2 separate regions of the Urocitellus parryii genome follow, and region 1 is linked to region 2. Evidence: chromatin contacts called from public Hi-C data. All regions are on one chromosome and are shown on one strand. Each heading gives the region's core, a stretch centred on a gene start, on an enhancer-like site or on the middle of the called end of the contact. The rest is flanking DNA. Distances are from core to core; before and after follow the strand shown.

Region 1 (6,305 bases), core at 84-2,583, 390 kb after region 2:
CAATGCCACAGCGTTTACTCTCATAATTGCCTGTCATTCCTGGGCAACTAGGAGTTCAATTTTCAATCTAAGATCCAAGGAATTTCTAGCAGTTAATATATTCCTCCAAACAAACTGTCAGCCTTTGCTGATGAAATAATTTTTGCAGAATAACTTACTACCCTGCCATTAAGTGTAGAGTGTTAGTTGTGAACCTAGCCAAAGGTTAAGTTTAGGAATCAAATAAAAAAAAAAATATCAGTAGATATTTTTCCCAATGTCGGAAATCACCAAAAGTGCACTGTGAGCACTCATCACTACTTTTCACACCAACTCAGCAATAGGTTGTGGTAAATTATTTTTACAGCCTTGTATGATACTACCACACCTTTTATGTTACTACTGCTCTACAAAGCTAAACTGTTTTAGTAACTACATTTCCAAATCTAACATATACAGGGTGCACCTTCAGTAGAGAAGACTGAAAACATTAAAATATACTTTCAATACTATACTGTAGTTATGTAGTAAAGAATAAAATTTAATGAGTCGCTCACAATGAAGGCTGTAAAAATTTGCAGTGATCGCTTAAGTGGGGGTAGGGAGGTGGGGGTGGGAACAGGCCAAACTTTTCTTCCGACATTATTTCAAACGTTGGTACTTTCGCATACCCATTTTCTGGTTAAATGGCATTGGTGAGATTCTATGTGGGAATGACGGGCCTGACCTGAAGACCAGCCCTTCTCAGGTTGAATTCGTACAGCTTCCACCTTGTCAGCGCCAGCATGTCAATTACGTGTCCCAAGCAGCTTCCTTCCTCCGCCCAGGCCCAAGAGATCAAGCACCCTGAACAACACTTGATCCCTCAATTCAAGAGGAAAAGCCAAAGGAAAGGTGAAGTGTTTTCGAAATAAGGCAACAGAGGACTCAATAAGAAAACAGTTCGAAAGAGGCTCCAGGACCCGCGGTCTCTTTAAATCCCTCTCCTGCGTCCCGCGGGGTGGGTAGAGAGAAGTACACGTGGCTCTAAGCAACCGAGGACCCCCCAGTTGCCCGGTTGGCGCCGAGAGGCTGCGATCCGCACCCTCCAGGCGCTGGGTCAGTGTCAGGAGAACGCTAGGGTCTCCCGCTGCGCGCGTCTACCCGGAGGTGGTCGCGCGCGCCGGAAACAGGTGGCATCCTCCCGCCGGCTCAGGCCCGCCCCAGCCTCCGCCCCACACTTACTCTTGTTGACGGTCTTGAGAGCGCGCGTGAAGTCGCCGTTCTGGCCGTAACGGTTCACTTCACTCCACAGCGCAGGCACTGAAACCCCCCCGCTGCCGCCGCTCGCCATCTTGGAGGAGACGCGGGGAAGGGCGGGGCGACCTCTGCCCCGGAAGAGGATCCCCCAGTCGGCCGCGCAGAGGGGAAGTTGGTGGTTGCTAAGCGGCGCGAAGTGAGGAGTATTGCTCCCCTTGCGTTAGCGTCGAAACCGTAATCTTCCAGTGTCGTGGCGAAAATTTCGCATGCATACAGTCGATATACCTTACCCCAAGGTGGTCCTGAGTGAGGAAGTGCAGGAGCCGGGAGGGGGTTTCGAAGGGGTTCACCAAATAGTTTCAGTTTCAGCGTGCATTTATAGGGCGACCGACGTGGGCCAAGTGTGGCAGGGGTGACGGTCGGCCAGAAATAAGTCTGCAAGGTGGTAACTAATAGAAACATTTGATTGAATGGCCTACTCTGCAGACATTTGTCCTGTCCGTCCTTCACAACTCCTGTCACTCTCTTCCTCCAACCACCTAGCTAACTCTTTTGTCCTAACGAATCTAGGTTAAAATTGCTTCTTTGAGGAAATTTTGGGCTTGCAGAGTGGGCAACCTTATGGCTGCATTCTCTAAAGCTTTGTGTGCGGTGCAGATTAAATTTGCAAGCTACTAGACAAGCGCTGCACCGTTGAACTACACCCTCTGCTCAAGGCTCCACCTGCAGCACTGATCATTCTTTAAGGACTCTCACTCTGAGAGGTAGAGACCATATTTACTTTGCTTATACTACTGTATCCGTAGGATCTGACACCACTCCGTACTTTTTGTGAGTACCTTATTTGGTTGGTACTCAAGTTTATTTATTTATTTATTTTGTACCAGAGATTGAACCCAGGGGCGCTTAACCACTGAGCCACATCCCCTGCCCTTTTTGTATTGAGACAGGGTCTCCCTAAGTTGTTTAGGACTTCACTAAGTTACTGAGGCCCTCTTTGAACGTATGATCCTGCTGCTTTAGCCTTCTGCTGGGATTACAGGCGAGCGCCACCACACCCAGCATCAATTTTTAAATTTAATGAGATTTGCTTTATCTTTCTTACTTAATCTGTCAATTTGTTAAGGGCAAGTATGGACAGCAACTGGCTACGCTGTATGATGTCTGCCACATTTCATGTAAAAACCATGAGAAGAGTTTGGGACTTTCACTGACTCTGGAATTATCATAGGTTTCAAGCCAATTGTGCCTAGATATCAAGGGTATTATCCCAGATGATATTTGGTATACTCAAAATTGTGTGTTAGTTTTTCAGAGAAAATGTAGATTACACTGGATTTTCCAAAGGTGTTTATGCCCCCCTTCATAAGTCACTGTTTAGTAGTGCTTTTATAACTTACTGACTTTATATAAGAATTGGCAGTATAAGTCTGATCTGATTCACCTTGTAGATTCTACAAATGGCTGAAAAGTCCTGGATTTCTATTTCTTCTTATTTTAATGGGAGTTTTGTGGCAAACAGGATACATATATGTAGGTTTAATCTGCTATTTTTTTAGACAGTCTTCCAAACCAGAGTGATCAAATACATGATTTTATGTCTTACATTGTAGAGGATGGGAAGTCCAAGCTAAAAATACCAAGAGATTTGGTGTCTGGTAAGGCTGCTAAGGCTCCTTCTGTTGGGTGCAAAATTGATCTTATCTAGCTGTGTCCTCACGTGGTAGAAAGGAATTAATTTTTAGTATATATCTGATTCCACTCCTATCTTCTTGATAAACTCCTAACTAGGAAGCCCAACATGTGAGGTCCATTGTGATCGGGCTTACCAACCCACATAGGTCTTTTGTTACTGTTAGTCAGCGTTCCATCATGGTGACAAAACACCTGAAATAATCAACTTACAAAGAGTAAGCATTTATTTTGGCTTTTGGTTGTCTGTTGCTTTTGGGCCTGTGGCAAGGCATTACTCCATGGTGTAGAGTGTGTGGCGGAACAAAGTTGCTCACCTCATGGTAGCTGGAAGGAGAGGAAGAGAGAGAAAGAGAAAACCAGGGTCCCAACATCTTCTTCAAGGACATGCCCCAGTGACCTTACTTCCTTCCATGAACACCTCCAGAAGGTTTTACCACCTCCCAGTGGTTGGCTGGTAGCCAAGCCTTTATTAGAAGGACATCCAAGATCCAAACTGGGTATGCACTTGGTACCGGCTTATATGCTATACTCCTCTAGTATTAGGTTATGTGTTGGTCCATGTTCCATACCTCTGGGAATTTACACTTTATCTACTGGAGTATTTCACTGCCTTTTGTTTTTTGTTTTTTTTTTTTTTGTTTTTTTGTTAGTTTGTTTTTAATCTGTTCAAACAGAAACTAAGGATTTTCCCTTGTTTCTTTCTAAATGCTATAGTCTTGGTCATTGATGGTACTCATCACTGAGTCCTGTTTTCCAAACACATCCTAAGACTTCCTGGGTTTGGCTCCCCGTCAGCCAGGACAATAGTTTATGATACAGGCTAGTCTGCATCATCGTGTTCAGTCTTGATAACAACTCAGGGCTCTGCAATGTGCAGGAAGGATGGGGGTGAACAGCAACAACCGCAACAACTGCAGAATATTCAAGAACTAACCCATAGTGTAACTGCTCCTGCTATTTCTGGTCTTCCATATCAGCCAGTAGATCTGATAGCACAGGGTAGAACAAAGCTAGACCAATTTTAGAAAAGAAACCATAGCCACTTCCAAATTGCTCCCATGTCCACCTGTTTCATCCACCTTAGTTTCTGCCTATTCACTGCCTTTTGTATATGCAACTGGTATGCATTACTTTAGTTGTTTAGGTATACAACTAACAATAAAGAAGACAACCCAGCTGGGTGCGGTGGCTCCTAGCTGTAATCTCAGTGGCGAGGGAGGCTGAGGTAGGAGAGTCATGAGTTCAAAGCCAGCCTCAGGAAAAGTGAGGTGTTAAGCAATTCAGTGAGACCCTGTCTCTAAACAAAATTCAAAATTGGGCTGGGGATGTGGCTCAGTGGTTGAATACCCCTAAATTCAATCCCCAGTACCCACCTTACCCCCAAAAAAGAAGACAACCTGCTATACTGAGGGAACATATTTTCCATTTGGGAGACGTAGTAAATAAACAAATATATACTGTACTGGGGGGGGGGTACTAAGTTCTATGAAGAAAATGAAGGAAAAGCAAGAGAGAGTGGAAGTAGATTGTGAGGAATGAAGAGTCCCTCTTTTTCATTAACAGTGTATCTTTTTTCTTTAGCACTCTAACAGTCCCTCTTCCTTTGTGTATTCATAGTCCCCTATCCTTATTCCATGTTGAGTACTTAACAGAATGTTTTGAAATTATCTGTCTCTGGAAGACTCTGGGACTTACTGTGGGCAGAAATCAGATCTTGTTCAACACTGCTTTTCCGGTACATGTTATAGGGTTGAGGCTCTCCACAGAAACAGATGTGGGAGATGTTTAGAAATACTTTAATTATGAGGGATTGGCTCAGCAATTATGGAGGCTGAGAAGTCATATAATCTGCCCTCTGTCTGCATACTAGAGACACAGGAAAGCCAATATTTAAGTTTTCCACCTGCAATAAAAATTCCCCTTCCTCCTGGGCCCTCAGTAGCTTGGACTATTCCTGTCCACATTGATGAGAGCAATTGTTTTCTTAACCACTCTACTTATTCAATTGTTAATCCCTTCCGGAAACATCTTCAGGGACATACCAGAAATGTTTTATCAGCTACCTAAACCCCAGATCCAGCCCTTTTTATTTATGAGACAGCGTCTCAGTAAATTGCTTAGGACCTCACTAAATTGCTGAGGTTGGCTTTGAACTGGTGATCTTCCTGAGTTGCTGAGATTACGGATGTATGCCACCACACTGTTTTATGATTTTAAAAAAGCTTTCATGCACAGTATCTGATGTTATCATCTCACCAATTCTGCAAAGCAAGCTGAAGAGGTATTCAGTTCCAACTTACAAAAAAGAGTAATGTGCTCAAAAATATTTTAATTTTCATTATCATAATATGAGATTAACTCCAAGTAGTTGAGATATGGGAGACTTGAGTACAAAAACACTATTAAAAAAGTATTTTCATGGCTTTCTATGGAGTGCTGGTCTAAAATGGCATAGTTCATGGATGCTCCATGACACATACTGTACATACTGTACTTCTTTCATATTTTCAGAAACTAAATCAGCTGTTGAGAATATTGAAGTAAGGCTAATTTTCAGAGTGAATTAATTCTATTCATATTAGCTTTTACACACACTGCCAAATAGATTTTATATTATCTAATTCTCATATCCTTTGTAGTTGAGTTTCAAAAGGCATTAAAGCAAAAACAGGGCTAGGGCTGTAGCTCAGTGGTAGAGCACTTGCCTCACCACATAAAACATAAATAAATTAAAATAAAGATTTCACTCTCCCCTTCAAAATACTCTATTTACTCTTTGCGGCGGCTGCATGAGAGCAGAGTCCGAGCTGCGGCGGCGCGAGTCATGGCTGGACAAGCATTTAGGAAGTTTCTTCCACTTTTTGACCGAGTATTGGTCGAAAGGAGTGCAGCCAAAACTGTAACCAAAGGAGGCATTATGCTTCCAGAAAAATCTCAAGGAAAAGTATTGCAAGCAACAGTAGTAGCTGTGGGATCAGGCTCTAAAGGAAAGGGTGGAGAGATTCAGCCAGTTAGTGTGAAAGTTGGAGATAAAGTTCTTCTCCCAGAGTATGGAGGCACCAAAGTAGTTCTAGATGACAAGGATTATTTCTTATTTAGAGATGGTGACATTCTTGGAAAGTATGTAGACTGAAACAAATCACTATTGAAATGGCATCCTATGAAGCTGCCCATTCCACTGAAGTTCTGAGATCTTTCATCATGTAAATAATTTCCATGTGTCTTTTATAATAAACTGATGATAATCTAATAACATCCACTGTCTCAAAATCTTAGTTTCCCTGTACTTGTGTAAACATTTCCAAATAAAATATGTAATAAAAAAATACTTTATTTAAAAAAAAAGCAAAAACAATTCTAAGCATGCTTTTATTATAAAAGCTTAAAAACTA
Region 2 (6,257 bases), core at 1,652-4,151:
CACATACAGGCAGTAACTGAAGTCATAAAAGAATGGATAAGATCACCCAGGAAGAATGTGAATAGTAGAAGAGAATGAGAAGGAAAGTCAAATAGGTAAGAAGAATCAAGTGAAAGTGATGTAGAAGAAGAGATGAGTGAATTTCCAGGAGGAAGTCTGTCAACAATGTTGGATACCACATAGTTATAGATAAGACTTTTTAAATGACACTTTAAATGCCCATCTGATTTATCAACTAAGAAGTCATAAATAATCTAGTAAGAGTTGTTTTAATGTAGCAGCATCAGAAGAATCAGACTAGCATGGGTTAAGGAGACCTGAAAGATGGAAATTGGAAATAAGGCAAAGCTTGGCTGCGATGAGAAAAACAAAATATTGGAAGAAAAAGCAAACAATGAAAAGAGTTTAACTTGTTTTCCTACAAACAAGTGAGATTTGACATTTTCTTTTTTTTTTTAAATATCTTTATTAAACTGAAATATCTTTATTTCATTTTTTTGAGAGAAAGAGAGGAGAGAGAGAGAATTTTAATATTTATTTTTTAGTTTTCGGTGGACACAACATCTTTGTTTGTATGTGGTGCTGAGGATCGAACCCGGGCTGCATACATGCCAGGCGAGTGCGCTACCGCTTGAGCCATATCCCCAGCCCAGATTTGACATTTTCACATAGAAAGAAGCCAGGTTGAAAAGAAGTAGGTGAAAACTAATAAGGATATACCTAATAAAGATTTTGGAGGAAGGTCTGCACAAATCAAAGGTAGACTCACTGCTGTAGTAGCTTTGATAAACTTACTTTCCACAGGATTACTAAACACTGATGAGAATGTAAATTAGTACAATGTAAATTAGTAATGTAAATTGGTCACATGGCACCATCTAAAAATTTTTTTAACACACATATCATTCAACCTGACAATTCTATTATCTAGGAATCTATCCTACAAACATTTGAGAAAACTGATTATGTACAAGATAATTCACTACAGTACTGATTATTAATATCCTTCAATAAGAGACTACTTAAGTTATGGTACATCCATACACACTCAATAGCTTTGGGGTGATGAGAATACTCTCTATGTAGTAATAGGAAAACCCCTACTCATATTACAAAAACCAAAGTGCTGAAAAGTGTGAATGTTACTTTTTTGTTTGTAAAAAGGGGAAAAATAGAACCCAATTTATATTTGCTTAAATATGCATAAAAAAACAAAAAAGTTAAACTTTTTTTTTTTTTAATGGCACTGGGATTGAACCCAAGGCCTCATCCACACTAAGTAAGTGCTCTACCACTGAGCTACATCCCTAGGCCATAAAATAAATGTCAAGAATCTGAGAACAGAACAAGCCAAGCATATAATTATTCTATTCTATTCACCTATAATCCCAGCCACTCCAAAGGCTGAGAATAGGAGGATTGAGAGTTCAAACCCAGCCTCAGCAACTTAGCAAGGCCCTAAGCAACTCAGTGAGACCCTGTCTCTAATATGAAAAAAGGGCTGGGGATGTAGCTCAGTAATTAAGTGCCCCTGGGTTCAATCCCTGGTACCAAAAAAAAAAATCTAAAAACAGTATCACCTGTGGAGAGGGTTCAAACTGGGCAGATGGAAAACAAAAATGAGACCTGATACTTTTCAACACTCAGCTTGTGAGTGATGAGAATATATTATCCACTCAAAAAAGTAAGCTATAAAAAAACTTCTCTTGAATTTTTCTTCCACTGAGATAGTAGTTAAAAAGCAGAGAATATAAGATTTCTGGACAAAAGCTATAAATGAGACTGAGATGTTTCAGCAACTTTAAAAGTTTAAGTTTTTGCTTCTATTTTCTTTATGAGGTGGCTAAGAGAATGAGAAATGTGAGAGGCGGCCAGAGAATTGGGAGCTTAAAAGAGAAAAGAGAAAAAAAAAGAAATCTGAAATAATAGAAGTGGAGACGGGAGAGGGAACTTTAAAAATACATTCAAAGACAGGTGTGGTGGTGCACTCCACGAAGCCCAGTGACACAAGAGGCTGAGGCAGGAAGACCTCAAGTTCAAAGCCAGCCTCAGCAAGTTAGTGAGGCCCCAGACAACTTTATGAGACCCTGCCTCAAAATAAAAAACGGCTGGGGACTTGGCTCAATGACTAAACCATGGACACCCCATCCCAGGTACCAAAAGGAAGAAAAAAAATACATTAGGCATGACTAAGAATAACATATGTGAAAAGTAAAAAGATAAATTGGCCCTGTTCAGCGGAATACATATAACCTGAGAACTATGTTATCCTGTGGGAGATTTAAAGGCCATTTTTTAAAGCAATTTACTTAAAGACTAATAGACAAGAAGGAAAGCCAAACTAGACCAACCCTCCCCCTCCAAAATCCTTTGTCCCCGCTGTATTTCCAGAGCCTAATACAATGTGAGGCATAAGACTGGTGCTCAAAAATCCAGCTATTCAATAAATCGACTGCGACCTTTAGGAAAACTGAAAGGCAGAGGGGAGATCCTTCAAGTTCAAATATGAAAGGTGATATCAGATTGGACAGAAGGAGACGGTGGAAAGGACCAGAACAAACCCGACTGGAAACATGAACACACGTTCCCTGACCCTGCGCCTCCCGCAAGCCCAGCTTGGTTCCGGGCCTGGGGTGCGTGGGGAACACGACAAGGGGCTGCCTGCGGCGGACGAGGGAGAGAGCCTCAAAACTCCCTCCACCCAGTAACCCCCGTTTCCCTTCTTAAATGAGTCGCCGCGAAATGTGTTTTGAGTGTTCACCTACCCTCGTCTGCGTCATACATATTGGCAGAAGGCTTTGGAGCTCCTAACTCGAGAAATCAAAGATAGGCGCACAACCGCCACCTGTACCCGCAGCGAGAAGCGAAGTAATTTCCGTCTCCGGAATTCCCAGAATGCTCTGCGTGCCGCAGCAAAGGCCGCCCGCAAACGCCAACGTAAGATTTGCGCCTGCGCGGACAGTAGGGTGAAGTTTAGCCGAGGAGAGTTGCTGGCGAGCAGATTGTGTTAAGAGGATAGCTCGTTTAGGCCAAGAGTTGGTTGCTGCGGGTCAAAGCTTTCGGTCTGTTTTGTTTTTCACTGTAGTTGCACAAACAATGACACCCGAAAAACAATCAGTGTATTAATGAAAGGTTTTGGTTGTGGACGTGAGTCCGCAGCATTCTATGCCAATTTTCTGCACTTCTAAAGACAAAATGTGATTTATTAAGGACGACTTGTGGCACGTCGTGCTTGACGGTACCTTGTTCACTTTAAGTGGGCTCTAAGGCCTCAGAGTTTCATCGCGAGAACTCACGGGGTTTTACGCGTGGTGGACATTTCCCAAGTACCCCCGGGCTTGGGTCTCGGGTTTCCCGCGGGTCTGGAACCCTGGGACACGCCTGCGCTCGTGGCTCCGCCCGGCTCTTGGTGGCGCCCTTCCCCATGCTGCCCATAAGCCTGGCGCATAGGCTGCTGTGGCGCTTCTTGCAGGGATTGTCGCCCGCCGGAACGCGCCATGGCCTCCGGGATCCGATCCTGGAGAGGAGATGCGCAGCTGCCTTCTTCCAGTACCCATCCCTCCTGGGACGTGGGCTTCCTCGTGGCCCCTCGGCCACTGGGAACTACAAAGAAACCACTGACACGGAGGAGCATTTTGTGTTCCCGGAATATGTCCCGAAGCCCCCGAGGGCACCGAGTCCGGAGGAGCAGTTGCGTAAGGTGCTGCAGCTGCAGCAGGAGAAAGAACGACAACAGGATCAGCGGAAGGAGGAACGACTCCAGCAGAAGGTACGGGCCAGCCGCCGCCCGCGCCCGATCGTAGAACTCCCGGACCCGACGGTGCCTCCTAGCGGCCTGAACTGCACGGGCTGCGGGGCGGAGCTGCACTGCCAGGACCCCGGCAAGCCCGGCTACCTCCCCAGCGAGAAGTTCTCCAGCGTGGCCCAGGCGGACGGCGGACCTGTGCGGCTCGTGTGCCAGCGCTGCTGGCTGCTGGTGCACCACCGGCGCGCCCTGCGCGTGCAGGTGAGTCGCGAACAGTACTTGGAACTGGTGAGCGCCGCGCTGCGGCGGCCTGGGCCAGCCCTGGTGTTGTACATGGTAGACCTGCTCGACTTGCCCGACGCCCTGCTGTCCGACTTGCCCAAGCTGGTGGGTGCCAAGCAGCTAATCGTGCTGGGGAACAAAGTGGACCTGCTCCCTCAGGATTCTCCCGGCTACCGGCAGCGACTCCGAAACAGGCTGTGGGACGACTGCATCCGTGCCGGACTCCTGCCGGCCCCTGGCCACCGAGGACCACAGCAGTCCAGCGAGGACAAGCCAGGGGACGCGGAGGAGAATTCGAATCCGTCGGCCTGGTCGCGCACGGTGGTCAGGGACGTAAGGCTGATCAGCGCCAAGACTGGCTATGGAATTGAAGAATTGATCTCCGCACTTCAGCGCTCCTGGCGTTACCGTGGCGATGTCTACCTGGTGGGCGCCACCAACTCTGGCAAGTCCACTCTTTTTAACACACTCCTGGAGTCTGATTACTGCACCGCAAAGGGCACCGAGGCCATCGACAGGGCCACCATCTCCCCTTGGCCAGGTGAGGCTTAGGAGGCTCCCATGCTGAGAAATTGGACATCTGGTCGTGGCACAGGCACCTACTGTTTCTTTGCTTAACGACCAAGTTAGACTGCATGGAGGCTTCCATTTAAAAATCCTCTCATTTGTTACACCCCTCTTCTGTATCACCTTACTGCGTCGAAATTAAGTATATGTTGTTTTCAAACAGAAAACACACCAGGGAACAAACAAAGCAAAGTTCCCACTGTCTTGGAGATTTCCCTTCCAGTTTATTTTCTTTGAATGTTTTTCTTGAAAATTGTGCTTCCTTTTTTTTTTTTTTTTACCGCTCTCCACCCCTCAGTGTTACTGTTCACATCCTGAATTTATTCTTGACACCATACATACATAACATCTGAATAATTCGTTAATGCAATATGGTGTTTGGCTTTGTTTTGTGACTTTAAGAAACTTCTGTGATGGGAAACTGATTTCTTCTATGACCCTCTTCATTATTTAAGTTCACAAAACTAACTTCCCCATTTGTTCCCTTGAAACCAGGGTTTAACTGCATTTGGTTAGAGCTTTTTGTTTTGTTTTGTGTTTTTGTTTTTTGCTTTTTTGTTTTGATACCAGAGATTGAACCCAAGGTGCTTTACCACTGAACCACATCCCTGGCCCTTTATTTTTTATTTTGAAACTGGGTCTCACTAAGTTGCTAAGGCTGGCTTTAGCAAGTAGCAGAGTCCTTGTCTCTAAAGGGTCTCTTTTCCAGAAGAAGGAAATTTCCTTCTGCCTTGGCCTTCCGCAAGGTTGTGATTACAAGCATGTGCCACCATGCCTTTCCTGGCCCACTGTTCTCTATCTTGCACTTTCAGTTGAAATATACTCAGAACTCTCTACAGCCATGTCATTTTGAATGTACCAAATCTCATCTGACTTATACACAGAATTGTTTTTGTACTGGATAGCCGTGTGGAAATGGGAATAATCAGGTTCCAGATTTTGGATTCAAATCTGGGTTAGCCTTTGAGCCCATCTTTAAGATGATTTCCTCATTTAAAGTGACAATAATTTTATAGAGGATTGTCATTGAGGGAGATGAATCACAGCCAACATAATGTAGATCCTAAGAAATGTTCATTTTCCTCCCCTTGATCCCTTTTCTGAAAACACTATTGTTATTTCAGGTACCACATTAAACCTTCTGAAGTTTCCTATTTGCAACCCAACTCCTTATAGAATGTTTGAAAGACAAAAAAGACTTAAAAGTGATGCAAATAAAGCTGAAGAAGATCTTAGTGAACAAGAACAAAATCAACTGAATCGCTTTAAAAAGCATGGTTATGTAGTTGGTAAGTGCCCTATTTGGGAAAACCCTTGTTGATTCTCTGTTAAAATTCTTTGTTGAGACCTACAATACAGCTGTCTTAAGCTAGCCAGTTTCTGTAGGTAGAGACTTACTTCCTTCTTCTGGAACAGACCCTTTAGAGGCAAGGGCTTTGCTATTTGGAAACCCACACCAATACAAGTGGTAATGCTCATTGATTCTGTGCAGCAGCTTTACATTAGGTTACCCTTCTCTCCTTGGTAACTTTTTCAGCCTGGCTTTAGTGAAAACTGAATTCCAATGCCATCTGCCTGAGTGTGCACAGCTAGCCTTGCACTTTTATCATTTTAAAAGTCTGACTCTCATTACCTTTGTGGGGAGTCCCACACAAGTATTATT

What was found. Hi-C and Micro-C count contacts between places; a contact is called where the count stands out from the background.
Region 1: a contact with region 2 is called in a Hi-C map of muscle, with 4 times the contacts expected there. The contact joins the promoter of Srp72 here to the promoter of Polr2b in region 2. A contact is called at or near these places in 2 of 2 Hi-C or Micro-C datasets (liver and muscle).

Annotation. Positions count from the first base shown.
Region 1 is chr10:103,169,756-103,176,060 of mUroPar1.hap1, forward strand. Srp72 (signal recognition particle 72) reads right to left here and starts at 1,334. Exons shown (of 19, transcript XM_026385674.2): 1 at 1,204-1,334. The coding sequence starts at 1,312. It also overlaps the pseudogene LOC113181354.
Region 2 is chr10:102,776,132-102,782,388 of mUroPar1.hap1, forward strand. It overlaps Polr2b (RNA polymerase II subunit B), which reads right to left and starts at 2,902. Exons shown (of 25, transcript XM_026385882.2): 1 at 2,766-2,902. The coding sequence starts at 2,784. Noa1 (nitric oxide associated 1) reads left to right here and starts at 3,346. Exons shown (of 6, transcript XM_026386754.2): 1 at 3,346-4,568; 2 at 5,719-5,883. The coding sequence starts at 3,425.